Linked DNA regions of Zea mays: region 2 is linked to region 1. A link is a contact called in public Hi-C data. All regions are on one chromosome and are shown on one strand. Each heading gives the region's core, a stretch centred on a gene start, on an enhancer-like site or on the middle of the called end of the contact. The rest is flanking DNA. Distances are from core to core; before and after follow the strand shown.

Region 1 (3,597 bases), core at 761-3,260:
AAAGTGAAAGCTAGCGTTGGCATGACATGCGAAAGGAAGCAACAGGAAGGAATGAATGAAAGATGCATGGATGGATGCACTCCTAGTACACTCCTCCATTCCCATGCACGAACGACGTCACTCTTCTTTATTTCAGTGTGACCCTTTGACAGCAGCCCTCACCTTGATGTTTCCAGATTTGATGAACGACCATGCTCCCACGTCCAGAACAGGGCTCTTGCCGGTGACGTTCTTGATCTCCAGCGGGCCTAGCTTGGGCCTCCTCAGCCCGTGCTTCTCGGTGTCACCCAGGACCATCCTCGCCACCAGGAGCAGGAGCCTGTCCACCATCTTGATCGGCAGCCATCGGAGCAGTTTCATGGCGATGCCGAACGTTGAGGCCCCGAACATCTCTCTCGGCAGAACGTGCACCTGTTTCGTTTCATAAGCACGACATACGATGCGCATTATTGGTCCATATATGATTAAGCTCCAGTACACAGTAGTAATAAAAGCCATACACACACACATATATAGAACCTATTCACTTCTTCATGGAATTATATATTAATGACTAGCAATGCAACATATTATATATAAATATCACAGTTCTATATAGCTAGAAAACTGAAAGGTTACTGCATTTTTTAAATTTCTTAAAAATAGATAGCGACTAGAGATATGACGTGATCAAGTAAGATAAATGGCAACAATGTATGTCGGAGTACATGAAACTCGGATCAACAAGTGTGTCCAACAGTATTATGTATATAGCAAGCTGATATATAATTAAGCAGCTAGTAGCTAGAGGATTAATATATATAGGAAGGAAGAAGATGGAAAAAGAGGGCTAGCTTAGCTGCTGGTAACTTACCCCGCTCCTGACGGACATGAAGGGCATGGCACCGTGCTCGCACAAGTCCAAGCACATCTCCATGCCGGAGTTGCCACAGCCCACGACCAGGACCCTCATGCCCTTGAACCTCTCCCCGCTCCTGTACGTGCTGGAGTGCAGCACCTCCCCGCCGAACCTCTCCCTCCCCTTCACCGTGGGCACCACCACCTCCGCGTTCTCCCCGCTGGCCACCACCAGCCACGGCGACACGTACTCGGTCTCAGTCGTCGTCTCCGCCGCCGCGCCGCCGCCCGCGGCAGTCGACGACGACGACACCGCCGTGACCCTCCAGAGCGACGCCTCCGCGTCGTACCGCGCGCAGGTCACCGTGCGCCCGAACAGCGGGGCCACGGCGAAGCGCGCGGCGTAGGAGCGGAGGTACCGGAGGAAGTCGTGCTTCGTCGGGTACGTGGGGAAGTCGGCCGGGAAGCGGGCGTGCGGGAGCTCGCAGAACACCTTGGGGAGGTGCAGCCGGAGCCGGTCGTACGTGCGGTTCGTCCACAGGTCGGCGATGCCGTCGGAACGCTCCAGCACCGTGAAGGGCACCGCGTGCCGGCTCAGCGTCGCCGCCACGGCCAGCCCGGACGGCCCCGCGCCGACGATGATGGGGCCACGCACCAAGCGCGCGGCGGCCGAGCTCTCCCGCCGCCTGCTAGGGCTGCCTGCACCACCTGCGTCGTCACCAGCAACTTGCCCCTGCATGGCGGCCGGCCGGTGCAACAAGCCAATACAAGCACCCCACCAATGAGCTAAAGCTTAGCTTATTAGCTACAGAATATATGTAGCTAGCTAGGCACACAACACCAAATGCAAGCCGTCTCTCAGCTCAGCTTAGCTCAGCTCTTGCAAGACGTATGTATTGCAAAGCACCGGCAACGGAAGCAAGCAGGTGATGCGATGGACGACGCAACACTAGCTAGCAGCTGACTCCTCCTAGTCATAGGAAAGGACGATGGACACCATCCGTTGCATCACACACACACTCCCTGTCTCGCTCAGCTCTGATGGATGAGAGGTAGCTCAAGGTATAGGCAACGTCTCTTTTTACCACTCCTCTTGCATGCACTACAGTGACAGCGGAAGCACGGAGGGGAGTTGAAAAAAAATGAAAAGGCCTAGTGAGCTCCTCAGGCTATACTAGCCGGCGAGGGTCCCTCTCCCCTATATATAAGGGGATGTGAAATGTAAAAGGACTGGTGGACTGCTTACATTGTAGGGCTTGTTCGGTTATTCCCAATACATATGGATAGGATGGGATTGGAAAAAATTGTGAAGAAGTTTGACTTGTTTGGGATTCAAACCCATCCAATCCCGCTCAATCCACATGGATTGAGAGCTAACCGAACAAGCCCGTACATGGACCATTTTTATCACCACTGTTGGAATGATTGCCACCAATCTTTCAAGGACCAAAAAAATAATAGTTTTTTCTCCTCTATTCTAGTAATATTTTGGGGGGTTTTTTCCCCCTAGCTAGAACTACAAGATGTGTGCTCCTCAGCAGGAACTCCTAGAACTCAGAGATCATCAAATCTGATATGAGATCCTGTCATGCAATGCACTGCATTTCGACAGGCTAATCGTGTAGGCGCCATTGCCAGCATATGCATGAACATTGTTTCCCGTGTAGTTTCCGCGGATCTTAAGACGGATCCTTCAAAGTGGTCCTTTGTCTCTGTTCATCCAACCATCATCCAACCAGTAATCACTAATCTCCTTGTTCTCTGAATGATAAGCATGGGTACTGCTGCCCCATATATATCCACACATGGGGCAGAAATTATATATACAGATGGGCTTTCTTCTGAATATATAGCAGAAAATTGCTGGCAGGTACAAGGTCCTGAACTGGGACATTCTGGGGTGCTTTGACAGACAGCCTACGTCAACCCGTTTGTTTAAAAATAAGATCCACAAGGATCTTCAGAGCTTACTTTATTAGCAGTCTATCACCTAGCTACTTAGAACCTACTAATTGCTAACTAATTTCACGTTTGGACTAATGAACCGGCTTAGTGGAGTAGGAAGCAGGGAGGAAAGGACACAGAGGGGAAGAAACCCAGATTCATTGTTGCAATTTGTAATGGTTTACTTTTGTAATTGACTAGTATGTATCATCAGATAGGGAAGAATCAGACAGGGAAGAAGTAAATGGAGCCTACTGAATCCCTGACACAGGTGATCATTATTAAAAGCTACAGATTCATTAGATGCTGTCTGGTTTAGGCCCCCTGCCTCCACTAAGTGTGACATAATCCAATTAACAAAATCATGTAATCAATACGTTGACATGGTGACAAATTCTACAATGCTAATCCATACATAGGTCGAGGACACTACAGCTACCCACAGATCTCACCAGCACATGGATGTTCACATTGAACACACGTTGCATGATGTGCAAGCAGAATTCAATAACAGAAGGGGCTGCTGCCCTATCTTAGTGAAATATTAGCTGTTCTGTTTGGAGGTTGTGCTTCTGCGTAGTTGGGTAATGGCACTTTCAGTTCAACTCATAAAGAAGAGATGGAAGAATGAAGGGGTCAGATATGATATTATTCTTTTTCTTCAAGATGCTCGGCAAACATGGATACCATGATGAAGTCGCAGCATCATATGACTAACTTGCTGGATATTGGGAAGTCAGATACATTAAAAACTCTTGGCAAACTAGACCTCAACCTAAAGGCAATGTGGAAACAGGAATGGCAACTAATAATCAA
Region 2 (3,597 bases), core at 359-2,858, 160 kb before region 1:
TGGCGGAGCACGGAGAACGCGCTGGCGATGGAAATAGGCGGGCATCGCGGCGCGGCGGCCAGGGTGCGCGGAGGCAGAACCGTGCACCACAGCGGTGGTGTGGACGCCTACGCTCCGCTCTTAAGTAGTAGAGATGTGCTCGCGTCGGCCCGTGCGCCGCCTCCCGTCCTCAACTCCAGATTAGATCATATGGCGCTTCGAGTGCGCAACGCGCTCGGCCTCGACCGTGGCATGTTCTTCGAGGCGTTCGCCGCCGCCGTCGACATCTCCTTCGCACGCATGCTCCACCTGACCGCAACGGCGATCATGAAGTCAAAGGAGCGATCACACGGCGTCAGCGACGGCGTCTGCTGTGACAAGCACCACCTGTTGTCACAGTTCGCGGCAGCTATGGAGGAAGACGAGGGGGTGAGCTCGACGATATCTTCCGGTCGCTGGTGGTGAAGCAAAGGTTCCTACGGGGACATCGTCGTAATCTTCGTGCTCGCCGAGAATTCTCGGCACTCCACGTCCTCCACGCTCACATTGTTCTTCTGCCTCCTCGACCCCTCGTTCCGCAGTTGCCGTTGCCAGGGAATGACGAGCATTCGCGCTCACCGCCGCGGGTAGAGACGACGAGCAGGTAGAGCGCCCGAGCGGGTATGCCGGGAGGAGAGCAGAGCCGCGGCGGTGAGGCACGACGAGGTGGAGCTGTGCAGCGTTTACGGTTAATAGCTTAAATAGCTGTCTACGACGTCAGAACGATAGCAAAAAAAAAGAACCAAACAATCGGATTCAATTGCAAGGTTCGACGTACTAATTTTACGAACCCGTTAATCACGATACCAGCAATCCAAAAAGCTCGCGGAATAGAGCTTAAATTAACAAGATAGAAGCATAGGTGAACAGGATGAGTTTACTAGAACTGTGCCAACATGCACTTAAACTCAGATTGCACAAGTACAGAACGAGATGGGACTGTAGTCAGGCAGAAGCAGCAGCACGGCCTTGATTCACTCCTTGGCGGTCTTGTTGATGAGCGACTTGTGGATGTGCGGGATGACGCCGCCCCCGGCGATGGTGCCCTTGATGAGGGTGTCGAGCTCCTCGTCCCCGCGGATGGCGAGCTGCAGGTGGCGCGGGGTGATGCGCTTGACCTTGAGGTCCTTGCTGGCGTTGCCGGCCAGCTCGAGGACCTCGGCGGTGAGGTACTCGAGGATGGCGGCGGAATAGACGGCGGCGGTGGCGCCGACGCGGCCGTGCGCAGAGGCACGCGACTTGAGCTGGCGGTGGATGCGACCCACCGGGAACTGCAAACAAGAAGCGCCAGTTTAAGTTAGCATCTGAGTAACATATGGCGTGCACAGATCGAGATGAAATTCGAAAGAAAAAGAAGCGAGAGGGTACCTGGAGGCCGGCGCGGGAAGAGCGCGACACGGGGGCCTTCTTCCTGTCCTTGTCCTTGTCGGTGCTCTTGGCCGCCGTCGTCTTGGCCGCCAGCAGACCCTTCCCTCCCTTACCCGCCATCGGCGCCGGAAACCTAGGCTGCAGCGGTCACTCGGGCTGGCGGCGGTGTGCTGCAAGGCTGAAGAGGCCGGCGGCGCGAGGGGCTCTGCTGCGTTTGGAGATTTTCTCCCGTCCCTGTTCAATGCGGGAGCAAAGGTCTTTAAACGCGCCACGCAGGGGAAAATTTTGGGTTGGGGTTTGAATCGGGTGGGCGCCGAGTCCCGATGGCGCGCGCGCGCCGGGTTTTCGTTCCCGGGCGCGAATTTTTTTGGGTGGCGCGAAAATTTTGCGTTTTCGCATACCAGGGTGACTGGGTGACCTGGGCTAGGCCGTAGCATTTTTGCTAATTTCCGGCTGGTGATATCTGGCCCACTAGTTGGCCTACCAGAGCCCAGACAGCCAGAGCAGGTCGAAACCTCGCGCTCGCAGTTGCAAAAACGGAACCCGGCCCGCCTGTGCTGTGGGCCGCCCATATGTAGGACGTAGGGCGCGGGAAGAACGCCACGTGGGAATATGTGAAATCCAAGGCACTGGTGGGTGCCCTGTAATAATTTTTATTGGATCATTGCAATTGAATTTCATTCTAATAATAATAATTTAGACACGTGTCAATTAAGCTAATATTATTTTATATAAAATATATTTGTATATTGTTATTAACAAGATATTCGAGATATTTATGTGCTACATTTTTACTATTTTTGAGTGAGTCGAATAGCGTCCTATAAGTTGTGGAGTAGAAATATATTCTACTAATACATAAAATCATTTCTCATATTGCACCCCATGAATTTAAGATAGTGTTATATCTGAACTGGAAAGTGGTGGAATATCAAAATCCAAGCTAAATAGATTAATTTATTAAGTAATTTCTGATTCCTCCAAAATGAATGGATCCAAGTGCCCCATTAGCCTATTTATCTAATTTACTTGAAATATTGCTCTTAGTCTAATTTACATCTTAAAAGAGCAATCAAGTGAAAAGGACTTTCTATCTTTTTCTCGCTTCAAACTTATTTTAGATTTGCGCTAACTCCTGACTTTGAACCAAGTTTGTGTTTTTTGTTGTATTTTTGCAGGATCTTCTATTCACCCCCTCTAGGTGCTTCCAATCCCTATAGATCTAATCGAGTAGATTGGGTTAGAAAAGGTGGAAAGAAAATATCATGAAGTATGTATGCCTATTACGTATAGATGTACTACTTTGTCGGGTGGATAGTGAGTCGTATCTAAACGTCATGTGAGCCGCATGAATGAATATTTATATCCCATAATGACACAAGTGTGCTTTGCTAAATTTCCTCCTTTCCACACACAACACACACATGTATATTGCCAGTTTGCATAGGGTATGTAGTGGTATATACAGCATACCCTATGGTTACCCCACCGCTAAACTATATGAACAACTTTATCTTCCTCTGCACGTAAGTTCCACGATATTAAGATTCTTCCTACATCCAAATTCTTCATGAATCCAGATTATCAGAAAAGCATGTCAAAAAATGAACCATATATATCGTTCGCATAGTGTTTTTGCCTTGTTAGGAACACAATTCCCATCATCTCAATTGCCCTTTGCTAGAAAAAAAATTGAGGACTAAAATGACCGCTCTCGTGCTTTACTCTTATGTCACTACAGGAAAACCTAGAAAAAACGTCGGCCAGGAATCGACATTCTTACTTTGATAGGACAATGTACTTATGATAAGAACGTTGGTTTACTGACGTTCTTAATCGACGTACAGAATTTGACGTACCTAGACGACTAAGAACGTTGGGGCTGACATACTTAAATTAAGTATGCCGGCCACTCTGAAACTGGCGCACTTAATGCCTTAAGTAAATCGGTTTTAACTAGCTGACGTACTTAAAGTCGAGCCACGTGGCAGATTGTTGGGGCTTCGTGGACGAGCCACGTGGCCATACGGACATTGGTCGACTGATGTACTTAAAGTGTAAAGAACATCGACGAGGTGGCTGGCGTTCTTAATCAGCCACCCGGCCATCCCTTGGCATTGCCACGTGGTCGTAAGAACATCTGTACGATCGATATTCGTAAATGATGTGGACACAAGCACTTGGCCGACGTTCTTATATGTTTTTTTAAAT

The links. A called contact is a pair of places that touch in the nucleus more often than the background predicts.
Region 2: a contact with region 1 is called in a Hi-C map of ear, with 2.2 times the contacts expected there. The contact joins the promoter of LOC100273753 here to the promoter of LOC103631751 in region 1. A contact is called at or near these places in 6 of 25 Hi-C or Micro-C datasets (ear, endosperm, root tip and 2 more).

The regions. Positions count from the first base shown.
Region 1 is chr1:12,753,985-12,757,581 of Zm-B73-REFERENCE-NAM-5.0, reverse strand. It overlaps LOC103631751, which reads right to left and starts at 2,010. Exons shown (of 4, transcript XM_008653028.3): 1 at 854-2,010; 2 at 163-411. The coding sequence starts at 1,576.
Region 2 is chr1:12,916,287-12,919,883 of Zm-B73-REFERENCE-NAM-5.0, reverse strand. LOC100273753 (Histone H2A) reads right to left here and starts at 1,608. Exons shown (of 2, transcript NM_001148161.1): 1 at 1,387-1,608; 2 at 758-1,289. The coding sequence starts at 1,506. The coding sequence ends at 993.